Regions from separate parts of the Bos taurus genome. Here region 2 is linked to region 1. The links are chromatin contacts, called in public Hi-C maps. All regions are on one chromosome and are shown on one strand. The core of a region is the stretch at or near the end of the contact, and the rest is flanking DNA. Distances in the headings are between cores, read along the strand shown. Region 1 has its middle 9.1 kb from the start of CTDSPL. Region 2 overlaps CTDSPL (CTD small phosphatase like).

Region 1 (5,483 bases), core at 757-3,256:
AGAGTGCTTTGCTGCATCTGGAACTTTTAAAGCAGCTTAGCACCAATGAGGAAGCTGCAGAGACAGCCCTTATATAAATAATCGATTTGCTAATAAAGGAGTTTCCATCTGAAGGCAGCCCCAGTCCTCAGAGACAAGAAGAGTGGTTGTGGTCCAGACAGTCTTCCCCTGCAGAAGTCCTGCATTTCATCAGCTGTCTTTGGAGAGGTGCAAGCAGCCTTGCCCCCCAGTTCCTGGTCTCAGCCATACACAGCACTGGGGGGTGGTATCTAAGAATCTTTCAGAACTCCACTGTTGAGAAAAATTTATTTATATCAATAAAAGAGGAAAAGAAACTTTAAAGTTGAATTAAGTTAGAAAGGAAGAAAAATGTGTTTCGGTATCGGAAAGGGAAATGTTGTTCTTGGCACATCAAGCTTTTCTGAGTAGTAGCAGGGCCTCCTTCAGGGGCCCCGTGCAGCACATGGGATGGTCTCATTTGAAGGTGCAGCCCCGTCTGCCAGAGCCAGGATACGTTTAAGCAGTTTGCAGACTGACCCAGGGGACCTTCCTTCCACCTCTCCCTTCTCATTCTGCAATTGTACTTTCCTGGTTAATAGGTCTGCAGGCCAAGGGGAGCACGGGCCAGGAATACTAAAGTCAGAGGAGGCTCCCTGCTGATTGGGCCTTGGAAAGGCCAAAGATGATTGCTGATGAAAAGACAGTTTGTTATTCTCAGAGTTTCCAAGAGAAGGGTTTGCACTATGCCGCGGGGAAGTGGGGGGTAGCACACACGAGGAAGAACCAGATTGGGTCAGGAGGCACAGCAAGAAAGGGAAACTGGGGCAGGAGATTTTACTGTGGTGTCAATGGAAAGGAACAAGTGAGACAGGTTAGCCAGTTTAGGATTGGCTAGTTAGAATAGTTTCAGTGGGCTCTAGGATACAAGGACTATCTGTAGTCTGGTACCTGGTCCTGAGGGGATTAGGGCAGTAGCGGCCTGGGGTATAATAGCTCCATCAAGGAGGTGGCTCTGGATTGACTGATTTGCATGAAAGACATGCTGGTTTTGTTTTTTTAATTTTTGGCTGTGCTGTCTTCGTTGCTGTGCGGGCTTTTTCTCTAGTTGCAGAGAGCAGGGGCTGCCCTCCAGTTTGGGTACAAGGGCTTCTTCTTGTGGTGGCTTCCCTTATCGTGGAGCACAGGCTCTCGGGTGCGTGAGTTTCAGTAGTTGTGGCTCCCGGGTTCTAGAGCAGAGGCTCAGTAGTTGTGGCGCACGGACAGGCCCAGTTGCTTCATACAAGTGGGATCTTCCCGGACCAGGGGTCAAACTCACACCTCCTGCATTGGTAAGCAGACTCTACCACTGAGCCACCAGGGAAACCTGGAAGACATGTTTTTAACAAGTTATTTGCTTTCTCCAGGAATGAGGTAGCCCTGGGATGGGCAGGGACTCCAGAGTCAGCAGGGCCCCAGGATGTCGGAACATCAGAGCAGGCATGGCTGATACAACCATTCATAGGTTTTCCAGCCAAGAGCCCAAAGGTCTCAGCCTACAGCCGACACCTGGCATCAGCCACAATGTAAGAACGTGAGCCTCCAGATGATTCCCGCCCCAGCCTTCAAGAAGCACCGGTGACACCACGTAAAGCAGAGCCGAGCTATGCTTGTCAAGTCCTGCCCAAATTGTAAGCTGTATGCATAGAAATATTTTTTTTAAGTGTTCGAGTGATTTTTATACAACTATAGTAACTTGAGCTAAGCTGAACGAATTCTCTATTTTGAATTTAAACCAGGGTTTATGGAAATAGGCTTCCCTGGTGGCTCAGATGGTAAAGAATCTGCCCGCAGTAGAGGAGACCTGGCTTTGATTCCTGGAGAAGGGAATGGCAACCCACTCCAGTATTCTTGCCTGGAAATCCCCATGGACAGACAGAGGAGCCTGGCAGGCTACATACAGTCCATGGGTCACAAAGAGTCAGATATGACTGAGCAACTTAAACTTTCACTTTCACTTTTTACGAAAACGAGTGAGTCAGGAGTTCCCTGATGGTCTCGGGGTTAGGAGTCTGGGCTTTCACTGCCCTGGACTAGGTTCAGTCCCTGGTTGGGGAACTGAGATCCGGCAAGCCACGCAGCATGGCCCCCCAAAATGAAAATGAGTGAGTTGCTAGCAGGAGACAAGTGCTTAGACCCTAAGTGAGTCTCATTCGTGACAAATGACTTATTCTGGAATAACAGGTGCTCTGGGCTGGAGTGGCCCTGATCCTGAATGTCAGGATCCAGCTCCTCATGTCAGTAGTGGGACCTCAGCATCCCTGGGACCTTCAGGTGGTGGGCTTCTCCAGGATCTGAGTTAGTTAGGCTCCTGTGAGGCCTTGGGTTGGGCAGAGAGCCCTGCTGTGAGCCCCCCATGCTGGCCCTTCCCTAAGAGAGTCTCATTCCTTGCAGCCAAGTGGGCCTCTCATCACTGGGGCCATGTGGTACCCAGCCAGAGCCTGGCATACAGTAAGCAAGCAAGATGAGGGGCACTCACCCACCTTCATCACAGGGCTCACGGAGACAGAAAACATTGAAGAGTTTTGTGAACACTCAAGGTCTGGCCACATTCATATGGGTGACTAGTGTCTTCTTCGTTTTTCCAAAGTATTTTACTTTTACTGTTTTAAAAATAATTTTTAATCATCCAAAGATGTCCAGAAACTTCACTTCCTTGGTCCCGTCTCCAAGCTCAGACTGCGAGGGGTGCCCTCTTCTGGTTTGCACTCATTCCAGAGCCTTCTGGAACCAGACCGTCATCTGCCTGCTCCTGCCTGCAAAGGGGAGGCTCAGAGAGAGGGAGCACTTGCCCCGGGGCCTCTTTCAGCAGAGACAGGCCCGCATGCCCACCCACCCACCGCAGCCCAGCACTCAAGTGTAGAGCACAGGGAATGCAGCCACGGCCATGAGACTGTGTAGTCAGCTGAGTACGGTGGTGGTTCCCTGGGGTGAAGCTTTAGGGGTGTTGGGGGGCAGCAGTGCAGGGAGATCAGGTGTGGCAGAGGCCCATTGACACAGTGTGGGGGTGGGGAACTAGGGAGGGGGAGACTGGAGGAGGAAAGGAAGAGGGAGGGAGAGTGGAATCAAGAAGTGGGCTGATTTATTGAGATCATTTTTTTTTCTCCCTGTGTTCTCCATTCCTCCACTTCCAAAAGAGATAGGCTGGGCCTCTCTCCCTCTAGACCTCTGGGGACATTTGAGGGAAAAATAGAAATTGCCGACAGATGCTCCCTTGCCCTCACTTGTGTTCGTGTACATGAAGGAGTGTTTGGGACCAGGAGTGTTCAGGACCATGAGGGCAGGAGACCAGGGTTCCAGGGAGGGCTGGAGAGCGAGGAGGGGGCAGTGCCAAGATGGGAGAAACCAGCCTGGGCAGAGACGGCCCTGTCAAGGGTGCGCCCTGTGTCCTGGCATGAGTGTGAGCCTGTGCACACAATGTTCCTGTGTGTGCCAAGCTGTGTGTCCGTGACCAGACTTGCCCAGCAAACAGGTCATGCCACAGACCGCGGGCAGGTCTGGGTCTGTCCCTGTTGGGTTACGCAGCCTCAGCAAGCACAGGTCAGGGAGCAAAGGGGGCACCCGTGCCCGGGCCAGAGCCAGGGGCTGAGGAATGTAGGTGGGAGAGGCCAGCTGCCAGCCGCCAGGCCAGAGCAGCCTCCACCAGCCTGGCCAGGTGACACTGAGGACCCAACACAGGGCAGGTGTTGAAGGGGCAATCCATGTATGGGCCCACCTCACGGGGCTTCATTGGCTCCAGAGTCACCAAACCAACCTAGGACTTGGTGACTCGGCCCCTTTAAGCAGCAAAGCCACTGCTGCCATGGACGAAGTGACAGGTCTGCCCTGCCACTCTGCCTCTGTAGCGGTTGCTTTGTAACAGGGTTTCAGGGTGAGACCATGTCCTCCCCATACTCAGGGCTCCAGGGAAGACCAAAACACAGGGCTGCGTCCCCTCAGTCCACTCAAGTTCTCTGGGCAGGGCGGATCTAGAATTTTGGAAGTAGAGGGGAAGTGGCTGGGGTATCCTCTTCCAGGGAGGCTTCTTGGATCTGGGTACCCCAAGGATGCAACATCTCAGCCCAAGGCTCCGGAGTCTATCTGAGCTCCAGCTGAGTCTTGCTCTCAAAATCTCCAAACGCATCCTGACCACCACCTTTACTCCACGTGTCCTTTTGTGTCTGTGCTTGGGACTGCTGGCTGACTGCCCTTTTCTCCTTCACCAGCAGCCAGCATTCACTCTGCCATTTCAGCTCCTACTCCAGCACCGGCTGCCAAGTGGAACACATCACTCTAATTCCCTTGCTCTCCACCCCTGCAGACAGGCACCCCAGCCCTCACATTCCTGAGGGATTTTCTGTTAATACTCGGGGAAAGGCTGGGCAGATGTGCACATCACAACAGCCAGATGAAGTTGGGGGACACAACTGAGCTGTATCCTATCTAGCTAGGATACCAGCCCCCCGGGGAGCTGGCAGGGAGAGAGGCCAGCTTCCGTATCCAACTGGGCACATGAAAAGGACCTCACAACATGGGGGCCACCAGAGGGCAGGCTACACCTGCTGGACCACTGGCCCAGTAGCGGGCATTATTCTTGGGAGTGAAGTCTGGAGTAGACTTCACTATTGGCAGCAGTGCGTCTGCCATTTCCTGGAGAAGTATTTTCAGTATACCACTCCAGTATTTCTTGCCTGGGAAATCCTATGGACAGAGGGGCCTGGTGGGCTACAGTCCATGGGGTTGCAAAGAGTTGCACATGACTGAGTGACTAAGCGCGCGCCTGCACACACGCACACTCACACACACACTCACACACACACACACTCATCCTTGGGAGTGAACTATCTCTAGGTGGGAAGGATTCTGTGTACAGATCCCACCTGGATACAGATGGAAGGCATCTCTGGGGACAAGGCAGAGGGAGAAGATGATTGAGAGGCCCCAGCTGGCAGTGGACACAGGCATTTAGTTGAGGGACCTGTGTGTGATGGGGGGAGGAGGGGTTCTTGAAAAGCAAGAATCGGGATGTGGGGAAGCATGGGTATTAAGGGTTAAAAATTGAGCTGCTGAGGAGCCCTTAAGAATGGTATCCTGGGGCAACCTGAGTGAGGAACAGACAGGGTGTCTTGGGGCATAAGGAAGCCTGGGGGCTCCCCAGTTCCTTGATCCTCCAGGTGATGGGAGGGGCAGCAAGAGCTCACATCCTCCCCCTAGGGACCTCCAGCTCCTCCATTCCGGGGATCTGCTCCAGACCATTCTAGCCCCGGCATGTACTGTGGTTTAGTTCTGTGAGCCAGTCGAGTCCCCCTCCCATTGTTGCTTAAGCTGGCTTGAGTTGTTTTTCACTTCAACCTACAGATCTGAACTAGTTTCTTAAATGATGCCTCTGCCTTGCCCAACAAGTATCAATGGCTTCAGATCACCCGCAGGTTAAAGCCCAAACTCAACCTGGCCTTCAAGACCATAAT
Region 2 (5,483 bases), core at 1,199-3,698, 120 kb after region 1:
ACCCATGGTCTGAAGAATTGGCAGTAATCTAAAGCCGAGCTTTCTGGGAAGCTGCGTGCATTTAGGAACCAGGCTGAGGATTAACGAAACTCCACCCCCCACCCGCCCCGCACAGTGCATGGCCCCAGCCTGGCCTTGTTCTCTGCAGCACAAATGATAAATCAATAGCTTGCTTATTATGCCTCTCACCCCACTCACTCTTTTCTCTCTTAAAATAATATGGGGAGGCTTTTTCCTTACTGGTAATTCAAAGAATGCTTGTAAAGTGTGGGTTAAATCTGCAAAGAAAGTAATTTTTATTCTTGAGCTTGGAAAATAACTGAGCCACTTTTGGCAGATCTTTGATGTTTTCAGATATGCTCGGGATAGAAGTTCTAGATCTTTATTTTCCAGGCTGGCAATTACATAAAGTTAAAATGTTGTTTTAGTCTATAAATGCATAGAAAAAGGTCTAGGCAGATACACACCAAACTAAGAAGGGGGACACCTGGGGAAAGGAATGGGGGATATGGAAGAGGGAATACTTGTGTTTTATGTGTCTATATTCTTTACAATCAGAATGTGTTTTTATTACATAATTATGAAATAGAAAATTAAAAAAAAAATTTTTATTTTCGTTGCAAGTATGTTTTCTGCTATGGTCCACACAACAGAAATAACCCCAGTTCTCTATATTACGTTCATTTATTGGGCTCATTACACCATACCTTTTTAAATCTCTTTTTGATACAGAACTTCTTGCAAGTTTTGCAGGGGGTTTTTTTGTTTGTTTGTTTGTTTTGACCATGCCACACAACATGCAGGGTCTTAGTTCCCTGACCGGGGATTGAACCCAGGCCCCAGCAGTGAAAAGCACTGAGTCTTAACCACTGGACTTCCAAGAAATTCCCATGGTTTATTTTCATTTTTTAAAATATAAAAGTCGCTTGCTGATTTGAAATGAAGGTCAGAGTCCTTTCCATGACCCTGGATCCCACACCCAAGGTCTAAGACACGTCTTTCCCAGAGCCACGCCATCGAGGATTCTGCCTGTGAGCATTCGTTAGCGCCAAAGGAGTTGGGAGGCCATAAGGGCCTTTTCTCCTGGGTGATGTTGGAGAGAATGAAGCGCACACACTCAATAGAGAGAGCCCCTGGCGTTAGAAACGCTCCTGTCTCCACACAGGGCTCATCCTGCTCAACCCCACAAGCCCTCCAGCCAAGATAATCACTGCATTTGCAAATTTACCTAACCTGTTGACCGCCTGTGTTACATTCACTATTGAACCAGCTGAAGTCCAAAATTAAAACAAATTCCTTGACTAATGTTCAACTTGAACCAAAAAGAGAGAAAGAAAGAAAGAAAGAAAGAAAGCCATTTGAAAGTAAATACTTCTAGATTACTTTTCTTTCTTCTTGTTTTATTTGATAAGCTAATTTGTCCATTCTTCAGTGGCTTGGGGCAGATAGAGATTTTCTTGTTGTTTTGTTTTGCATTAACTCCAGAACAGAGTCTGACCTTCCTCCAGGACAGAAAATTAGCTAGTTAATATTGGGTAGTGAATATGCCAGAGAGTAAACTGAAATGCTTAAAATTGTTTCTAAACTGAAGCAAGGCCCAAGAAATAAATACTCTAAGTCAAAAATTGAGATTGGCTGAAGATATCCAGCATTTCCTTAACTCTTATGACCTCTTTACCGTAAGATTGTCAGCTACTACAAAGACGTATCAGTGGGTTTTCTGGTTAACACACAGCATGTGAATTCAAGTGTGACTGCCAGGGACAGACTAAAGGGATGGAGCGCCACCTTCACCCCGTGTTGTACCACAGCGGGGCACGCACAGCACAGGGCACTGCGTGTGGGCCAGTCTTAGTTCTGTTTCCTGTTACTGGAGGTCACTGTGGATTGCTGGGCTTCCCTGGTGGCTCAGCTGGTAAAGAATCTGCCTACAATGCGGGAGACCTGGGTTTGATCCCTGGGTTGGGAAGTTCCCCTGGAGAAGGGAACGGCTACCCACTCCAGCATTCTGGCCTGGAGAGTTCCATGGATTGTATAGGCCATGGGTGGGCTCACAAAGAGTTGGACACAACTGAGTGACTTTCAGTTTTCACTTTGGATTGCATTTTGCTGGTGGTTCTATAGTTCCTCTTAAAGGTTTTTCAGAATTTCAGTCACTTAAAAAAATACTATGGTCCAGTATAGCTCTAAAATATACTTACATACCATAGTGAGTTTAAAATGAAATAGGACCCCAGAACATGGGGTGCATGGTTAGAATAGCTGTTATAATTGAACATTCATTTTCATATTGTCCATTTTAATAATAGCAATAGCTACCACACATGTGCCAGGCAGAATGCTGGATGTTTTACTTCAATTATAGCTGATAACAACCTTTTATGGTAAGTATTATTCTCCCAACTCAGAGCCAAGAAACAGAGCTGATGAAAGAGAGCGGATATTCCAGCCAAGCTTTGTCTGGTTCCAAAGCCCAGGCCCTCATCATAGCTGTTCAGACAGTGGCACAGTATTTGTTTGGTAAAACTTCAGTTGTAAGCTACTTCTTCCTATTGTTTTTAATAAAATTCCATGATGCACCTAACCAGACATTTAAATGTTTGGTTTCATTTCTAACCTCACTGTCATAGTGTAACACAATAATAAGGGAATTAGTTGATCTTTTATATAAAGGTAATAATATTGATTTTTTTTTCCCCCGACTTTAGCCACCAGCTAAATACCTCCTTCCAGAGGTAACGGTGCTTGACTATGGAAAGAAATGTGTGGTCATCGATTTAGATGAAACATTGGTGCACAGTTCATTTAAGGTAAATCAACATAAAAAACGATCAGTGATCTTTGTGATTTGGCTACAATTGTATTGGAAAATGGAAAACTAAAAAGATGAAAGCTTGTGGTTTGTTGGCATATGACTTCACTGTTCATAAAATCCCAGTAACAGTTGGTTATTAACTCAGGTGAACATTAACTCGAGTAGTTGAATATTAACATAATTAGTTTGGGAGGAAAAAAATCCACTGGGCTGCCAATATCCCTGAGACCTCATTCTTATGCAGTTTAAGTTTTCCAGCACTCTGCCCCCCGCAGAAATACTTTCCAGGTGGCACGAGGCAGGCAGTGCCCCAGGACACCGCTGTGTGTTTGTCAGAGTAACTGAGCACTGTGCGAGCTGCAGGTTATATGGGGAATGACAAGGGGAGACACAGTTGAAAACTAGCAAGCAACTGACTATCCTGGAAATTTTCCCAGACCAAGTTTTGGAAGACTTTCAGAGTTACGGCATCTGAACAGATTCAGTCATTTATCTTAATGGTTTTCATGACAAGAGTTTGCTGGAGTTTTTCCTTAGCTTCATGGCTAAGTGTGTATCCACCTGCATGCCCTCCCTCCTGAAGGCCAGGGGCTGCAGTACGCTCAGCGTGAGCATCACAGTCTGACTTCCGTCACCTCCCTCACGCCTCCCTCTCCATCTCCCCACCAGAATAGCAGCCAAAATTACAAACTACCCAAGGGCCTCCATGTATGTGTGTATGTGCTCAGTCATGTCTCTTTGCAGCCACAGGAACTGTAGCCCTCCAGACTCTTCTGTCCATGGAATTCTCCAGGCAAGAATACTGGAGTGGGTTGCCATTTCCTCCTCCAGGGGATCTTCCTGACCCAGGGATCGAACCAGTGTCTCTTAGGCCTCCTGCATTGCAGGCAGATTCTTTACTACTGTGCCACCTGGGAAGCTTGGGCCTCTAGGAAGGAACAGCAATGGCTGTACTCCTAAGAAATGAGTTAATTAATCATTTTTCCAATTTTTAAAGTTGTTTGAAATGAGCAAATGATGAAAAAGTTTGAGAATAGGGGATTGGTGCGTTGGGGGAGAAGCAGAAAGCGTATGGGGTCCTGGTCCTGTTTTCCTTGGGATGTTTCCGGTAATGGAACTGCCCTCCTGTTGCTGGCCAGTTAGACCATTTTCCTCTGTCTACCACCGGCCCATGACCCTGCTGACTTTGCTGGAAGACCTGAAAGCACCACCTGAGATGAAGGGTGTGTCTGACACCAGCCAGTCAGTCACTCCTTGATGGCGGTATGGGAAGTGCAAGAGAGCTATCAAATTTTCCTGCAGACCTTTCTGCCAGAAACATACCTCTTTGGGCCTGCTTCTCACTAAACAGAATCCTCCTTGACAGGTCGGGGCCAGGCAGTTGTCCTGGAGTCCTTGGGAGTGTGGAGGAGGGGCCACACACCCTCCTGGCAGTGAGAAATGGCCTGGCTGACCACTGGAGCATATGGGTACCACTCATTCCACAGCCTCACATGGGCCTTCCCAGGATTGATCCCAAGGATTCAGTGACCTTATATCCCAACTCAACTGTGAACTGCATTGGAAGCTTTTCCTCCCCTGTGGGCAGGATGCTCAGGACTTTCTCACGTCCCTGAGGAGCAAAGGCCTTTAGGGCAAGGGTCAGTTGTCATCACAGCATAGCCAGCTTCCTTGCAAGCAGCTCTGGGAGCATGGGCATCACCAGGCAGACTGCCCAAGGTTACTGAGGGCTCGTGGCTCCAGAGAGGGAGCCTTGGGAGGCCCTGGTGTTTCCAGGGCCTGCTCAGAGGGCATTGATACACAGGTGATGTGAATAACATGTCTTCATTTCTTCCCTCCCTGAGCTGCCTGCATCTTCAAGCAGAATATTGTATGATTTTTAAGGTTCTGGGCATCCCAAAGCCCTTTGAGAACCTGAAAGCTAAGAACTTCTCTCCTTGAAACTATAGAGCACACAGACCCAGAGACACATGTTCACAGCCCTGGCTTTGGCCCCCTTGTTATATATACTTTGTGGAATAGACCTTATGAGAACTTCTTCCTTCAGCTTTTTGTTTTCTCGGCTCATTCTGTATTTTAGTTGTGAAATTATAAAATACCAAGCTCATCCGTGACCTTCCAACCAAAGCAGTGAAGAAACTGTAAGCTTAAGGCTCAAGTGCTCTACTGGATGCTTAGTACTGGTTCTGTGACCCAGTATTTTCCACAGTTTTTCAGTGTATATCTTAAAGAACAATGTGTGGGTACAGTAATGGACTTAAAGGCAGACTTTAGTTCACATTCTCACCAGAGACTCTCTACCCTCTGCCCCTGCCCAGGGACCATCACACCCAGTCTCCCTCCTTCTATTCCTCTCTTCCTTATCCCAAGGGTTTGTGATCTCATGATTCTCTTGGGCCTGTTCATTTCCACTTGATTTGTGGAATTCCATTTAGAACTGTATGCAAGTCAGTCGTTGAGAAAATAGTGACTGCTGAAGAATCACATTTGAGTTTTAAGTGTCACTGAGTGTGGGGTTACTTTAAATATGCAGATGTTTGTGACTGTGCTAGGTATTGTATCACACAGTGCAGAACAGTCTAAGGTGTGGTGGCTCTCCCACCCACTCCACCCCCCCACCTCCAGGGCAGGAGACAGCCAGGCAAGGCTGGAAATCACTGACGCGCAG

Evidence for each region. A called contact is a pair of places that touch in the nucleus more often than the background predicts.
Region 2: a Hi-C map of liver shows a contact between it and region 1, with 4 times the contacts expected there. The contact joins two enhancer-like sites. A contact is called at or near these places in 3 of 11 Hi-C or Micro-C datasets (liver, skeletal muscle and skin fibroblasts).

What each region holds. Positions count from the first base shown.
Region 1 is chr22:11,297,130-11,302,612 of ARS-UCD2.0, forward strand. No RefSeq gene overlaps it. Among named protein-coding and RNA genes, the nearest start is that of CTDSPL, 9.1 kb to the right of the region's middle. Within about 2 kb of position 2,007, at least 12 of the 102 cell types and tissues checked have an H3K27ac peak or open chromatin away from gene starts, as enhancers often do. A contact at or near this core is called in liver, where this site is marked.
Region 2 is chr22:11,412,678-11,418,160 of ARS-UCD2.0, forward strand. CTDSPL (CTD small phosphatase like) reads left to right here. Exons shown (of 8, transcript NM_001193081.2): 4 at 2,709-2,810. Among named protein-coding and RNA genes, the nearest start is that of MIR26A-1, 5.0 kb to the right of the region's middle. Within about 2 kb of position 2,449, at least 9 of the 102 cell types and tissues checked have an H3K27ac peak or open chromatin away from gene starts, as enhancers often do. A contact at or near this core is called in liver, where this site is marked.